Regions from separate parts of the Sus scrofa genome. Here region 1 is linked to region 2. A link is a contact called in public HiChIP or PLAC-seq data. All regions are on one chromosome and are shown on one strand. The core of a region is the stretch at or near the end of the contact, and the rest is flanking DNA. Distances in the headings are between cores, read along the strand shown. Region 1 overlaps LOC106510109 (a long non-coding RNA gene). Region 2 holds the start of LOC106510102.

The links. HiChIP or PLAC-seq counts read pairs in DNA pulled down with a chosen protein or histone mark.
Region 1: an H3K27ac HiChIP or PLAC-seq map of skeletal muscle shows a contact between it and region 2. The contact joins the enhancer-like site here to the promoter of LOC106510102 in region 2. A contact is called at or near these places in 18 of 47 Hi-C or Micro-C datasets (alveolar macrophages, blood, brain and 11 more) and 1 of 2 datasets of contacts at active chromatin or transcription factors (skeletal muscle).

Annotation. Positions count from the first base shown.
Region 1 is chr4:82,545,502-82,548,877 of Sscrofa11.1, reverse strand. All of the region lies in intron 4 of LOC106510109 (a long non-coding RNA gene), which reads left to right. Among named protein-coding and RNA genes, the nearest start is that of XCL1, 110 kb to the right of the region's middle. Within about 2 kb of position 1,462, at least 37 of the 83 cell types and tissues checked have an H3K27ac peak or open chromatin away from gene starts, as enhancers often do. A contact at or near this core is called in brain, fetal skeletal muscle, retroperitoneal adipose tissue and 2 more, where this site is marked.
Region 2 is chr4:82,385,991-82,389,020 of Sscrofa11.1, reverse strand. LOC106510102 reads left to right here and starts at 1,640. Exons shown (of 9, transcript XR_002343354.1): 1 at 1,640-3,030.

The DNA.
Region 1 (3,376 bases), core at 213-2,712, 160 kb before region 2:
AAGGGAGGCAGGACTCTGGGAAAATCCCTTACCTGGAGGAACCGGGCTCTGGGAAAATCCCTTACCTGGAGGAACCGGGCTCCACCCAGGAAATGCTAGTTTTTCAGAGAAGAAAAACCTGAACTTGGGTCTCCTTTGATGACGTATTAAACAGAAAAAAGCAAGCAAATAAACCAGAAAATAAAACAAAATAATCTCATAATAATATGAAAAGATCACTGGATTGGAATTCAGGAACCTGGTAAGGATGCTAACTGGCTGTGTGACTTTGGGAAGGTTTTGATCTTTGCTCCTCAGTCTCACTTTGATTAGCAGTAATAGTTAATTGCTAAGGTTTAAGAGAATGTATATGTGTGTGTGTGAGAGAGAGAGGCAGGCTTTCTTTCAGTCAAGGCAGGATAGACATATGCATTCTTGGGGACTGAGAACACCCCCTCACTTTGCTTTCCATTTTAATCACGAAAGCTTATAATGACCACAACCAGTGGAAAAAGCCATGCCTCCTTCACCCTTCTGGGAACCAAGGTCCTTCCTTCAGAAGCATAACTAACAAAACTCATATCTTCTGGCTTCTAGGGGACAACTTCAATAAACCAAGTTCCCATGAGGAGAGAGGGTGAGCTATTCTTTGCTAGTGGGGCATTGGAAATATTTGGCAGAGGTGAGAAGAGGGGAGACGTGGCAGAGAACAAGAGGGGTGCGGGTGGGGACTGCAATATTACACCCCTCCTTAATAGGCTTGGCAGTTCATCAGCCATCATCAGTCATCACATTTTTGGTTTTGGTTCTATCCACAGCATGTGGAAGTTCCTGGGCCAGGGAACACACCCTCATCACAGCAGTAATCAAAGCCTCAGCAGTGAAAAATGCTGATCCTTAACTCACTGAGCCACTAGGGAACTCTATAAATATTAATTACCTATTGAACACAGATTATGCATTGGAGGTGCATTGAAGTCCTACACAGTCTTTGCTCTCAAGTATCTCACTGACTTGCCAAAAGGAAATAGATTCTGTGTTCAGGTCAGACAAGCAAATGCAGGCCCTAAGGGGTTTTCAGAGGTGCCCAGCTCAAAGTGCTCCCTTTCCCTGCTTAAGGTTTGGCCAGGCAGTGTCAGTAGTGAAAAGTAAATTTTTCAGACTGAGGGATGCAAGCTTTCTGTTTGCTTTGCTCCTGGTATCCAGATGGTCACCAGGCTGCCCTGTTGAAAATTTTGTTTGGCAGGAACGTGCTCTGATTCCTTAATTCTAAGCTTTGGAGACCAGGCAGCTGAAATGAAGCAACTCTTGTGCACACTCAGCAGTATCAGGCTGTGAATGTTTCAAGCTGTCATGAGGCAGGCACCCCAGACAGCGACAGGGCCCTGGGTGGGATGCTGCCGAGTTTGTGGGGGCTTGGCCGTGGCCACTGCAGGACATGCTGAGCACAGCCGCCGAGGCCAAGCTTGAGCAGCCGGCTGCGGGGTGAGCTGCTGACTCATTGCTGCAGCCATGTTGCCTTTAGCAACTGGAACAGCTCCGGGGAATTCGTTCTTATTTTAAAGGAAAATGTGATGTAACTCTGGAGACAGCAGAGGGGAGTAGCAGATGATGTTCCAAAATCTGATTCTAAACAGCAGCTGTAACAAAGCATTTCCATCAGAATTCTTAGGCAGAACTGTTTTCTATCAGCCTTGGAAGGATGTGGTCACTTTGGGGCAGTTATCCAATCAGTCAACATGTATGTTTCAAATATTTGTTGTGTGCCCAACCCCTGTAACCCCTGTTGAGTGCTTAGGTAATGAAGAAGTGAAAGATGGTCCTTGCCCACTTGGGGATTGTTGTATAGCTGACACTAGGAGAGATTTCCTCTGTGCCAGCACTGTATTCTAGGTGCACTAGCTTATGCAATCTCATGGCAATCCTGTAAAATAGCTGTATTATTTTACCTATTCTACTGTAAGTTGGGGAGCCAGGATTTTAACCCACGTCAGTTCAGAGTCAGAGCTCTTACTACCATGTTATTTGGGACACAGAACCAATAAAAGGGTAAATGACTACCAGAGAATAATATAGGATTGATATGTCATTGCGTGATAAATCATATTTATAATATAAGCATTTATGATGAGTCCAAAATAAATCCCTATCAATCTACAGTGGTAGGTCATATGAAGGGTACAGATATGCTTACATTTAAGCAAATATGGAACCTGTGGAGGAACTTTTTTTGGGAAGGCTGAGGTCCAGATGTCCTGATGAGAAATGGGCAGGTCAGGAAGTGGGAGCGGTCAGTAATGTAACAGGAGGAGCATCAGGTGACCTGTGGCTCTCAGGCCATGATGTGCTTAGGATGGCCCTAGCTGTTGGGGAAAACACAGAAAGATGATTAAGCATATTTTTGCCCTTTGGGAATTTAGTCTAGTTGGATTTATATGACCAATTAATCAATTTATGAGCTATTAGCAAAATAGGAGGGGAAACAGAGGAAATTTAAGAGAGGAAGAGGGACCACCACTGTCCCGTTCAGTCCTTAGTGGATCACAGTTGCATTAAGGAGGAGTCTGAGGGCTATTTTGTCAGGTGATATTGACAAATACTCAAAAGCTCTTTTATTTTCTTGTAGAGGTGTTGGCCGTACATGTGGTGTGGGGCTGATCAGAACCACTTGAGTCCCTCCGTTTCCATGCCTGCAGCATAGAGAAGCTCTTGGGCCAGATATCAAACCTGAAGCACAGCAGTGACCCGAGCCGCAGCAATGACAATGATGGATCCTTATCACCTGCTGGGCCCTGAGGGAATTCTCAGATTTTTATGTCTGACTGAGATAGAATAGGGTTTTAGGAACTTAAAAATCATGAAGAAGATGAGAGAAATGAAATGAGGTGAAAATGTCTGTCTTGGGCAAAATTCCCTTGGTGGAGTGCTACAAAAGTAACAAACGAGCCCAGGAAGCCTAATGGCCTGAATAGGGTTCCTGTGACTATGGTGACAGCAGTATGAACTACAACCAAGTAGAAAGAAGCATATCTCCTCATACTTGAAAGAAATAGTTTGGCCCTGTCCCATGGGGATAGAATAATTAAGTAATTAAATAATTAATTAAAGGGGTGGGGTGGGATGAGTATAGGGGAGGAGAAATGCATCAGAATTCTTCTGAGCTGAGTCAAGAATAGCCAGAGATGACTGAGAACCATGTAAACCCATCCCAAGATAAAGGGGATTCATTGTAATTCTCGAGTGATATTTCCTATCCTTAAAATTCTCAATTCATAACATTGTTTTTCACTTCTAAATACCTAGATGTTCCTGTCCAGTGCTGAAAAAGACTGAATGAAGCAGGTCACTGCAGGAGAGTGAAGGGGGAAGCCAAGGACCCAGTGGTCTGCTATTCCAA
Region 2 (3,030 bases), core at 391-2,890:
ATGTGGAGAAATTGAAACCCTCATATATTGCTGGTGAGAATGTACAATGGAGCAGCCCCTGTGGAAAAGTTTGTTGGTTCCTCAAAGAGCTAAGCATAGAATTACCCTATCACCCAGCAATGATATTCTGTGAAAGAAGTGAAAACAAGTATCCACACAGATATTTGTATGTCAATGATCACTGCAGCATTATTCATAATAGGTGAAAAATTAAAACAGCTCAAGTGTTCAGATATTTGTATGTCAATGCTCACTACAGCATTATTCATAATAGGTAAAAAATTAAAACAGCTCAATTATTCAGCAACAATTGAATGGATAAATGAAATGTATATAATACAATGGAATATTATTCAACCATAAAAAGGAATGACATTCTGATACATGCTACATCATGATGTGTTAAGTGAAATAAGCCAGGCGCAATAGGACAGATATTGGATGATTTCATTTATATTAAATATCTAGAATAGAAATATTCACAGAGCCAGAAAGTAGTTTAGAGGTTAACAGGGGCTGAAGGGATGTGGGAAGGGGGAGTTGTTGCCTTAATGAGTACAAAGTTTGTGTTTGGGGTGATGAAAAATTTATGAAAAAAGATAGTGGTAACCATTACATGATATCGTGAATGTAATTAATGCCACTGAATTGAACACCTAAAATGGTTAAAATTATATACTTTTAAATATTTATTTTACCACAATTTTAAAAGTTCATTGCTTTGGTCTTTCACATTTAAATGGTATTACATTTTATAGTTTACCAAATATTGACATAATATTTAATTCTCACAGTCCCATGAAGATGGCAGAATATTTACCATTTCCTCCATCCCCCTTGCTCCACAATAAACATTCAGTTTATTGATAATAAACTGGGTGCTTAGAGTGATTTTGTAGAAAGTTGCAGAGTTAATTCTCATACCAAGTGTCTTCAAGTGATGGTCTCTTAGGTATTCAAACCCTGAGGATTCTTCCAGGGTCAGCTGACCTTCTCAACCTCAGTTGTTGCCCTAGGCTTTTAGGCTCTGGTTATGACTGACCTCCGTACGGCCCCTAACTTTAAAGATCTGACCATCTGAATGGAGAATTGTTAAAAGAGGGTAATTTCAGTCAAAACATGCCTGGAAAGAGATTTAACTTAAACCTCCAGAAGATGCCCAAAAAGATGATGTACCCAAAATCCCCAAATAGAATGGATCTGAGGTTCCCCAAAGCTGCAGCAAAGATTGGGTGAACCTGGAATGTTTAAGACATACTGGGAATTGTTGATCAAGGTCTAATTCTTTTAGGTTCACTGAGAGCCCATGTCACCTCATTTGATCCTCACTACAGTGGAGGGAGATGCAGGAATAGGGATGTTTTCTCCTTTTTATAGTTGAGAGAAGGTTAAGTGCTTGCCCAAGGTCATTGAGTCAGAGAGGACTAGGAGCAAAATAGAACTCAGGTGTCCTGACTTCTAGGTTGAGCCCCTTTCCATTATGCTGCAGCTGCCTGCTTCCAAGAGACCCACATGCAATGCCTGAAAAATGCCATGCAGAAGACTGCTGTTACTATTCTAGGTTTAAGTTGGGGGAGGGATGCAGTGAGTACAGCTAGAGGTGGAGTGGGGGATGCCATCCTGCCATCATGGATAGGGAATCTTTTTTATGGCTTATGCCACTCCAACTGGCATAAACAAGGCATAGCTGAAGATTAAATGTCCCGAACATTATTAGCCCATTAGATTTCTTAATACCTTCTCCCAGGACTCTGTTCTCTTTACGCTCTCAATCAAATTTCTGTTTATCAAATTTCTAAAATGTTCATGAGAAGAGGTCCTCTTCCTTGTCACTCTTCAGGGAGCAAACACTCTCTTGTATGCTTTGGAAAGGAAAACAATTCCTTTTAGTTCAGAACTCAAGTTTCCAAGAAAAAGTCTTCTTTATCCCTAACTTGGGTGACTGATTTGTCCCAGACTATCTGGGACTTTCCCAGCTGAAAGTCCTGTGTCTGCCCTTTAACCCAGGACAAACTGGGGTAGTTGGTCATCCTACCATGGCCCTGATTTTCTGCATCAGTTCCCCCCACTCCCCAGCTGGAATCCATACCTCTTCCATTCTAATATTTAGGACTAATTTTTGCAAAGTTGATCCTGTGAGCACAGTTGTTAATAGCCAATAGGAGTCCCATGTGATAATTGGGGACAGAGGGAGAGGGGGCTTTCATGGATTGCCCAGCTCAGGCAAGATGATGTTGATGGGAAGGAGTTCCCTCTTCCTGCTTCTGAGGGTGATAAATCACACCCTGCAAAATGCTTTGTTCTCACGAGAAAGATATTCTATGGCTCTGTCTACCTCTAACCACAGCAGATGGATTGGTGAACTGGGCTTGATGGCCTTTCACTCTATGGGACAAGGAGAGTCCCTGTGAAGGTAGAGGACAGACTTTTTTAGGTCCTGGGCTTCCTGGTGGGAGACTTGAGGGACTCCTAGGAGTAGAAGAGAGTAGCTGTGGCTTGTTGGAGATGAGATGAGGAGATGTTGGTGCTACTGGCTCTTGCCAGCAGGAAATTAGGACTATCCATGGCCCCAGGGAAAATTTTTTTTAATGTTTTCAGAATAGAACATTCTAATCAAGCCAAGCAGGGAGCAATTACCTACATTGTCAATCAGTCTAGGTAGTAATTGGGAAGATTCAGCACGAATCAGTTTGTCCTTCATTTCTCTTGGCAAAGTAGGTCTGATGACTTTGGCTGGCTTTAGCCGGCTCACTGTGGCTGGCAGGTTGTCCCAGCAGATTAGATGAAGCGTTGGCGCTAGCAGAGAGGTTAAAGCACTTGCTCAGGTGCCCCCTTCCCACGTGTTCTTAATTTCTTAGGACGGAGTTCTCTGTGCAGGCTTAGATCTGGCCGCCTTTCCGACTTGTCACAGGGTATTTGTTGCTGCTGGATTTGTTTTAGGGCGTGACTATTTGACAGCTGGGGTCGGGGGAAGGGTGTGGGGAGGACCTCTAGTAGCATTTCGCTTGCCTTGCTGCCTGGAGCCTCCTT